Regions from separate parts of the Bombyx mori genome. Here region 1 is linked to region 2. The links are chromatin contacts, called in public Hi-C maps. All regions are on one chromosome and are shown on one strand. Each heading gives the region's core, a stretch centred on a gene start, on an enhancer-like site or on the middle of the called end of the contact. The rest is flanking DNA. Distances are from core to core; before and after follow the strand shown. Region 1 overlaps LOC101740006 (muskelin). Region 2 holds the start of LOC101737686 (cuticle protein 8).

Region 1 (3,428 bases), core at 895-3,394, 77 kb before region 2:
TGACCTGGCCTGCGGCCTCACCGCCTGCTGCAACAAGCCTGGCCCCAGGGGCGGACACCAGCTGGTGGTCGATTCTACTACGGGTGAGGAAATTATTATGTACTAGCTGTACCCGTCCGCTTCGCTGGACATTTAAAATTAACATTATTATTTCTCACCCCCACAAAGATTCACATCATTAACGCCCCCGCAACTGGTGTAGGGAGTCCAACACTCATATAAATATTAGTCTATCCATTAAGTACATGTATTTTCTACATGGATACCAAGTTTCAAGTCAATCGGATTCATGGTTCAGTAGTTATAATGGAACACCCGAAAAGCCACTGCAGATTTATATATATGTATATATAGACTAGCGACCCGCCCTCGCTTCGCTTCGGAAACATGACATTATTGATAGCGGAGTCCCGCGATTTTACCCGCGGTTATTGTCGTACCGCGGGTGACGCCGCCGGGCGAAGCTTGTCTAAAAAAGTAGCCTAAGTTACTCCTTATATCATCAGCTACCTATCAGTAAGTCTCGTCAAAATCGGTCCAGCCGTACGTACCAAAGATTAGCAGGAACAAACAGACAGAAAGACAAAAATTGTAAAAAATGTTATTTTGGTGTATGTACCGTACATTCATATGCATGTAGTAAAAAGCGGTTATTTCAATATTACAAACAGAAACTCCAATTTTATTTATATATTGATAAAATATTCGAATTTGAATGTCCCCTCTCTAGGCACCCTCTATCTGTTTGGTGGCTGGAACGGGACCGAGGACCTGGACGACCTGTGGTCCTACAGCACCAAGGGCGAGCGCTGGACGCTGCTCTGCAGGCACAGCAGTCTCGTCGGCGGCCCCACGCCCCGCTCCTGTCACAAGATGGTGTTCGATCCCGTGCACAGACGGCTCTACACCCTGGGACGGTACCTCGACAACGCTCAGAGGGTGCCCAGCAATATGAATGTGAGTACTGCGGTGACGCATCCTAGTGGTCCCGCAGTAGTCGAAATTAGACTATAATTAATTGAAATTATAAGTATGAACATCATTCATTTGACAATAGAACAAGGTTCTATTGTCAAAGATTATTATACTTCTTCATTCCAAGATTTCGCCAAGACTACACATCTAGACAAATATATTAATAAAAACAAAGAATATTAATCTTTTTTTAAGGGATTTTATGACCTGGTAACTAACACCTTTAAGTCACATCTTATTTTAGTTTATATTCTTATTTTTATGAAAAATGATAGTATGGAGTGAAATGAAATGAAGATGATTAATTTGAGACATTAATCAACCGGGATGAAATTAAATGAAATGAGATGAGATGATATAGGGATGAAATATAATCTCAATAAAAAGGTGGTCCTTTACTGAGATTTTTTCAATGGACTTTTTGGAGGATCCCGAGAAGTTACGTCCAGCGGCTATGTTTCATTTTCCCACATTTGTACACTTTCACAGATATTAAACGATTAATAAACCACCGTTATTACACATTTAAACCCGAAGAAACACTAAATAGACAAAATAAAACAAATCACACAACTTCACTCCTCGCGTTCCCGCCAAAAAGTTCCATATTTACTCATATTCTCAATTTGACCACATACTAAGAAAAATTGGACAATAAACAAATATGCATGCGTATACGTGTCAAATACATGGTAGTATGTGTAATGTTTTTTTTAATTGATTTAATGTATGCATAATTAAAAAAAAATAACATTCTGCACTCCTTCTGTATATTCTGTATTAGTGTGGGAAATTTTATAATTTATCTGCGCAATTTTAGTAAAAAGGGGGTACAATGTTTTTGCTTCACGTGTTAATGTATAGTCCTAACTTTTATGTAACAAGGCGCAACACTATCTTACTAAACGCACTAGATCCCTCGCCACCCTCCCTACTCTCACCTGCAACGCCGTCATCAGCCAATCAAGCGTCATTAAGAATTATTTGAATTTTTGGAGATCGCCTACAGACGAAGAAAAGTTCGGATATGCATTTTGCCTTTCGGGCAAGTGTTACCTGGTGTGATATAATGACTCCCCTCCTCTCCCCCCAGAGCGACCTGTACATGTACGACGTGTGGACGGGCGAGTGGTACCTGGTGTGCAGCGACACGGCGAGCGCGGGGGGGCCGCGGCTGGTGTTCGACCACCAGATGTGCATCGACGCCGACACGCAGACCATATACGTGTTCGGGGGGAGAGTGCTGCCGGCCAACACGTATGTAGTCTTATATTTTACCGCATAGGAAGATACCACTACCATGCGCTCCTACGTAAACGGTGAGAAACAGAACTGAGACTTAGACCTCATGTCTCATGGCACCATGAGCCATGGTGGTATTTAAAATGTTTATTGTTTACTGTGCTTGTTTACTGTACCTTATGTTCCGAAGGGCTGACGCAAAGATGATTCGATGTATTCACAGTAGTTTAGGCACAGGATTATTTTTTCATTTTATAATTTTACACACGCTGTAGGTTGCGACGAGGTCAGTGATCTTTTTTATTATTATTTTTGGTTGTTCTTTAAATTATTGCTATTTAAAGTATGATATGGACTATTTTATACGTGGACTCATCCGTCATGCGAACATACGGCCCACCTGATGGTGAGAGGCTACCGTCGCCCATGGACTTCAGCAACGTCAGGGGCAGAAACAAGCTGCTGCCTGCCGTTAAGTACTCTATGATATATGGAAATGTCATAGCGCTCGGGAAACAAAAACCTTGAACACATTTGAGAAGCACTCGCTTGATTAACACAGTGTGGTGGAATTGTGTGTTACAGTGAGGAGGTAGTGAGCCCGCAGTATTCGGGCTTGTACGCGTACTACATCTCCACCGGCACCTGGCAGCTGCTGCTGGCCGACAAGCACGACGAGGACGCCCCGCAGCCCAGGGTCTCGCACTCCATGCTGTTCCACCCGGTGAGAGCCGGACCACTAGCTTTGATAGTTGAAAACTTTACTGGTGGTAGGACGTCTTGTGAGTCCGCGTGGGTAGGTACCGCCGCCCTGCCTGTTGCTGCCGTGAAGCAGTAATGCATTTCGGTTTGAAGAGTGGGGCAGCCGTTGTAACTATACTGAGGCCTTAGAACTCATATCTCAAAGTGGATGTCCCATTTACGTTATAGATGTCTATGGGCTCCAGACATCCAGTAACCACTTAACACTAGGTGGGCTGTGAGCTCGTCCTCCCATCTAAGCAATAAAAAAAACCTCGAAACTTAAAAATGCTTTTGTGGCATGGGTGGATGACGTCAGCGTGTGTGCGCAGGTGCAGCGGCGCCTGTACATATTCGCGGGGCAGCGCAACAAGGAGCACCTGCTGGACCTGTGGTGGTACGAGGTGGGGTCGGGGGCGTGCGGCGCCTTGTGCCGCTGCGGTGCCGCGCCGCCCCCCGCCGCCGGCTTC
Region 2 (3,850 bases), core at 217-2,716:
TGACCCGGCGAGAAACTCGTCGGGCTGATGTATGGAGTCCGAACGCTATTTTTTTTCCTACCTAAGCTGACAGCCTTGCGAGGCTATTTCAGCTTCACCCTAACATGTAGGTGAGCTCACGGGGCTCAAACCTGATGACGTTGCTATCACGAAACCTAGCAAGAGTCGTGCTTTGCGGAATCTACCACCGGATCGGAAACGCGACCCACTGAGAAGATCCGGCGAGAAACTCAGTGGGCTGTGTCTGTGGGGTTAAAGTCGAATGTTATTTTTCGCAACTTGTATATATGTAGACGTATCTTAAAAATGTCGTTGGCGCGAAGACGTCTGTCGAATGTCATATCATCAGTCACTGTTATTATCCCAAACTCACCGAAGCTGTATTAAGGTCATTATTAAGCTGTAATGTTAGTTATTTTTGTAATCTATCGCATCGTGACGTAATATCCTTCTACACAATTTTAATCAGGTTTCAGGTTCAAATGACTGAATGAGCATTCAAGCAAGCGTTTTAGTTTAAGCCTTTTTAGGCATTAAGCAAAGATTCCCAAAAAACGCATATTGGGCTAAATCGACCCCTGAATTTTTCAAGTACAATAGTATTTTTCTCTCCCACCAATATAATTAGGGTATTTTGGAATTTTCAAAACCACATTTGAAATAAATTGTAAAACTAACAGTAACATTTTTGGAGGAGCATTAAAAATAGTAACTGACAACCGAAATTTCAGACTGACTAGACTAGAACAGAAATTAACTGACAGAGTAAATTCGTAATGAAGAACTATTATTTTCTTAAAGAATAACTTTCATGTAGATTTGAGTTTTTTTTGCTCGACAAAATCCTGAGAACTTGGAAAAATTAATAGTTGTAGGTCAAGTGGAAGGAAAGAGAAGTCGAGGAAGATTCCCAACTAGGTGGACGGACATTGTCAAGGAGGCCACAAACACCAGCGACCCGGGCGCCATTAAGCAGGCCGAATGCAGGCAACATTGGAGGAGGCTGGTGCAAAAACTGGACCAAGGTGGTCACGACCCTCAGTAATGAGGAAACGACAAAGAAGAAGAAGAAGAAGATTTGAGTCGAGAGCGCTACTTGATTTTCTACAGGTCTCCCATATAAAAAAGGTGATAAACTCGATTCTTGCAGCGGTCAGTGCTGATGTATAACGAATATGGAGGCATTAACTCCAAATCGTAAAAAAATCAAGTCGAATAATCAAAGTGTCACAAAAATTTGGTGCTAAAAAAAATCAACTATAATAAGTCTATTTCAACTTTATAATTGGACTAATCCAACAAGTTTCTCATATTAACACGGGTCCTAGTTTCGTACGAATCATCCGTGCATATTAATTCCTAAATCATTACAATTTAGGTTCACACAACAGGTATCAAACATGTTATATTGAGTTCAGTTCAAAATTGTAGTGAAAAAAAAACGAAAAAATGAATAAATCGGGCGTGAAATTCGGATGCGCGACACTATGACGACCGGGCCGAATAATTAGTGTTGTATAAAATCGAATCGGCTAATATTTGGTGCATCAGTACACTTCGTTTCGCTCGCTGGAATACTAACTACAAACAACAGCAACATGAAAACTAACGTTATGGTACGAAGTTCATTTACGAATATGGAAACAGCTTTTTCGACAATAAAATTAAAATTTCAAATATGACCCACATGTAAGATAGCATAGTTAGAAAACTGGGCATTTATTAACATTTATGAAAATAAAGACTGAACCATACTTTTTATGTTCAGTACGAATATCGGTCATCCCCTAAAACATAATATGATGTCATTCATTTTATTTTTTGTTTTTTCCAGACCTATTCACTGGTAGCCCAAGAGGCTATTTCAGTTAGTCATTCATTGATGTTTGACGATGTAACGAGTTTACAAAACTAAAACAATATATTCCAGATTGCCTGCCTTTTGGTGTCAGCTACAGCCGTGTTGGCGAACCCGCCAGCGACATTATCCCTGATACCAATTACGACTGTTGACAGAATCGTAAGTGTTAATTTCTGTTTTATTTGCTAGCATAATGAACGTATTTTTTATCCGATCCGTTGTAACCGCGACGAGAAGGTTTGGTTTAATTTTAATGAAAGGATAAACATTAGACATGTGTAAGTAATGCGAGTGATATTACTCGGGTAATATTACTCTACGATGTAATGCAACATCACACATTACGCGAAGGAAACAAACATCACAGTATCACCCAACATGTTTCTTTCTTTGTCGTGTAATGTTGCTTAATACACGAACGGAACCGAGCGACCGAGACAGACCGATCGACGCAAAATAAATGAGCAAGCGACACGGAATTATTCCTAGTGATTTTGAACCGTATGTCCTGGCCGCTAGGTACATTTTTATACCTATGGTACGTCTGAATTTTAATATAGGTATTTGTGTTTATATTTTTCATGCGGCCAGCCGGTAGCTCCCCGCAAGTACTTACTTAATTTTTTATTCGCAACTTTTGTAAAATCGCTAGTCGCTCGTAATTGTTTAGTAATATTTCATATTAATTTTTGTGTTTGATTTGAATTACTTAAGCACTTGTTTGAAGATAGTTTTATTATTTGTTTTAATGCGTGTTTAATAAGTGAAAGAAATAACGGCGTCTAAATGAAAGTACATTCCTCCTTGGATGCACTTTGAAGATATCGCGCCGAAACAATGCATCTACTGCTCTCGTATATTAACATTATTGTCGAGCTCAATTTGCAGTCTAAGTCGCCCTATGAAATCCGTTCATCCCACAATAAATTATATTAAGTAAAAAATAAAATTATTATATTATTAAGTAAGTCAATCTGTCAAGTAATATAACAGTGTATTACAATACAAAGTTCATACTTTGTATTGTAATACACTACTGTAATGACACACCCGAATCATTACCTAAGTGATGTGTTTATACACATCACTTAGGTAATGATTGATGAAAACATTACACATCACTCTTAACATTACTCGGTGCGTTCAATAGATACTGTGACGACGAATACATTGTATCTATACACCCGAATCATTACCTAAGTGATGTGTTTATACACATCACTTTGAACGCACCGAGTAATGTTAAGAGTGATGTGTAATGTTTTCGAGTAATATCACCTATCTGTAAAAGTGATGTCATATCACATTACATTGGGAAGTGATGTTTTGCGCAAGTCTAATAAACATATTTTTCAATTCTTCAGTCGGATCCGAGCTACAGTTTCAACTATGCGGTCAACGACCCTTCAACGGGAGACAACAAGGCGCAGTGGGAGCATCGCGATGGGGACCAGGTGCGAGGGGCCTACTCCTTAGTCGAACCCGACGGAAACGTGCGTCACGTTGAGTACAGCGCCGACCCCCTGACCGGATTCAACGCGGTCGTCAAAAAAACCGGTCCCAATGTGCATTCGCTGTCAATCGTCGCTCCGATTGCGCCAATCGCTCCTATCGCACCGATAGCTCACGTCGAGCATGTTCCAATCGCACCGGCATCCCACGTCGCCCCGGTGGCGGAAATCGCGCCCCTCGTACTACCTCACGCACCAATCGCCCCCTTGGTCCACACGCCGATCATTACCCCAGTCATCGAAACTGCCCCAATTATTGCTCCGCACCCGGTAAATTATAACCCCCTCTATCGGATTAGAGGACCCGCCCCCTGGGTGACCTTATCCGGCAGTTCATATACGAAGGGTAACGTCGTCCGACGTTGGACGGCTGGTCCTATTTCGTTGGAGGGAAAGACGCTCACGATCAAAACCAGGCATCATTAAATTGATTAGTTTTATGTACGTATTTCTCGTGTATAGGTAACAGTATATAGTT

Evidence for each region. A called contact is a pair of places that touch in the nucleus more often than the background predicts.
Region 1: a Hi-C map of whole pupa shows a contact between it and region 2, with 1.7 times the contacts expected there. The contact joins the enhancer-like site here to the promoter of LOC101737686 in region 2. A contact is called at or near these places in 2 of 7 Hi-C or Micro-C datasets (both in whole pupa).

The regions. Positions count from the first base shown.
Region 1 is chr19:2,151,962-2,155,389 of ASM3026992v2, reverse strand. LOC101740006 (muskelin) reads left to right here. Exons shown (of 15, transcript XM_062673899.1): 7 at 1-83; 8 at 731-957; 9 at 2,069-2,232; 10 at 2,803-2,941; 11 at 3,291-3,428. Among protein-coding and RNA genes, the nearest start is that of LOC101737541, 10 kb to the left of the region's middle. Within about 2 kb of position 2,144, at least 4 of the 8 cell types and tissues checked have open chromatin away from gene starts, as enhancers often do.
Region 2 is chr19:2,073,608-2,077,457 of ASM3026992v2, reverse strand. LOC101737686 (cuticle protein 8) reads left to right here and starts at 1,466. Exons shown (of 3, transcript XM_004926934.5): 1 at 1,466-1,616; 2 at 1,931-2,020; 3 at 3,226-3,850. The coding sequence starts at 1,599. The coding sequence ends at 3,798. All of the region lies in intron 14 of LOC101740281 (guanine nucleotide exchange factor subunit Rich), which reads right to left.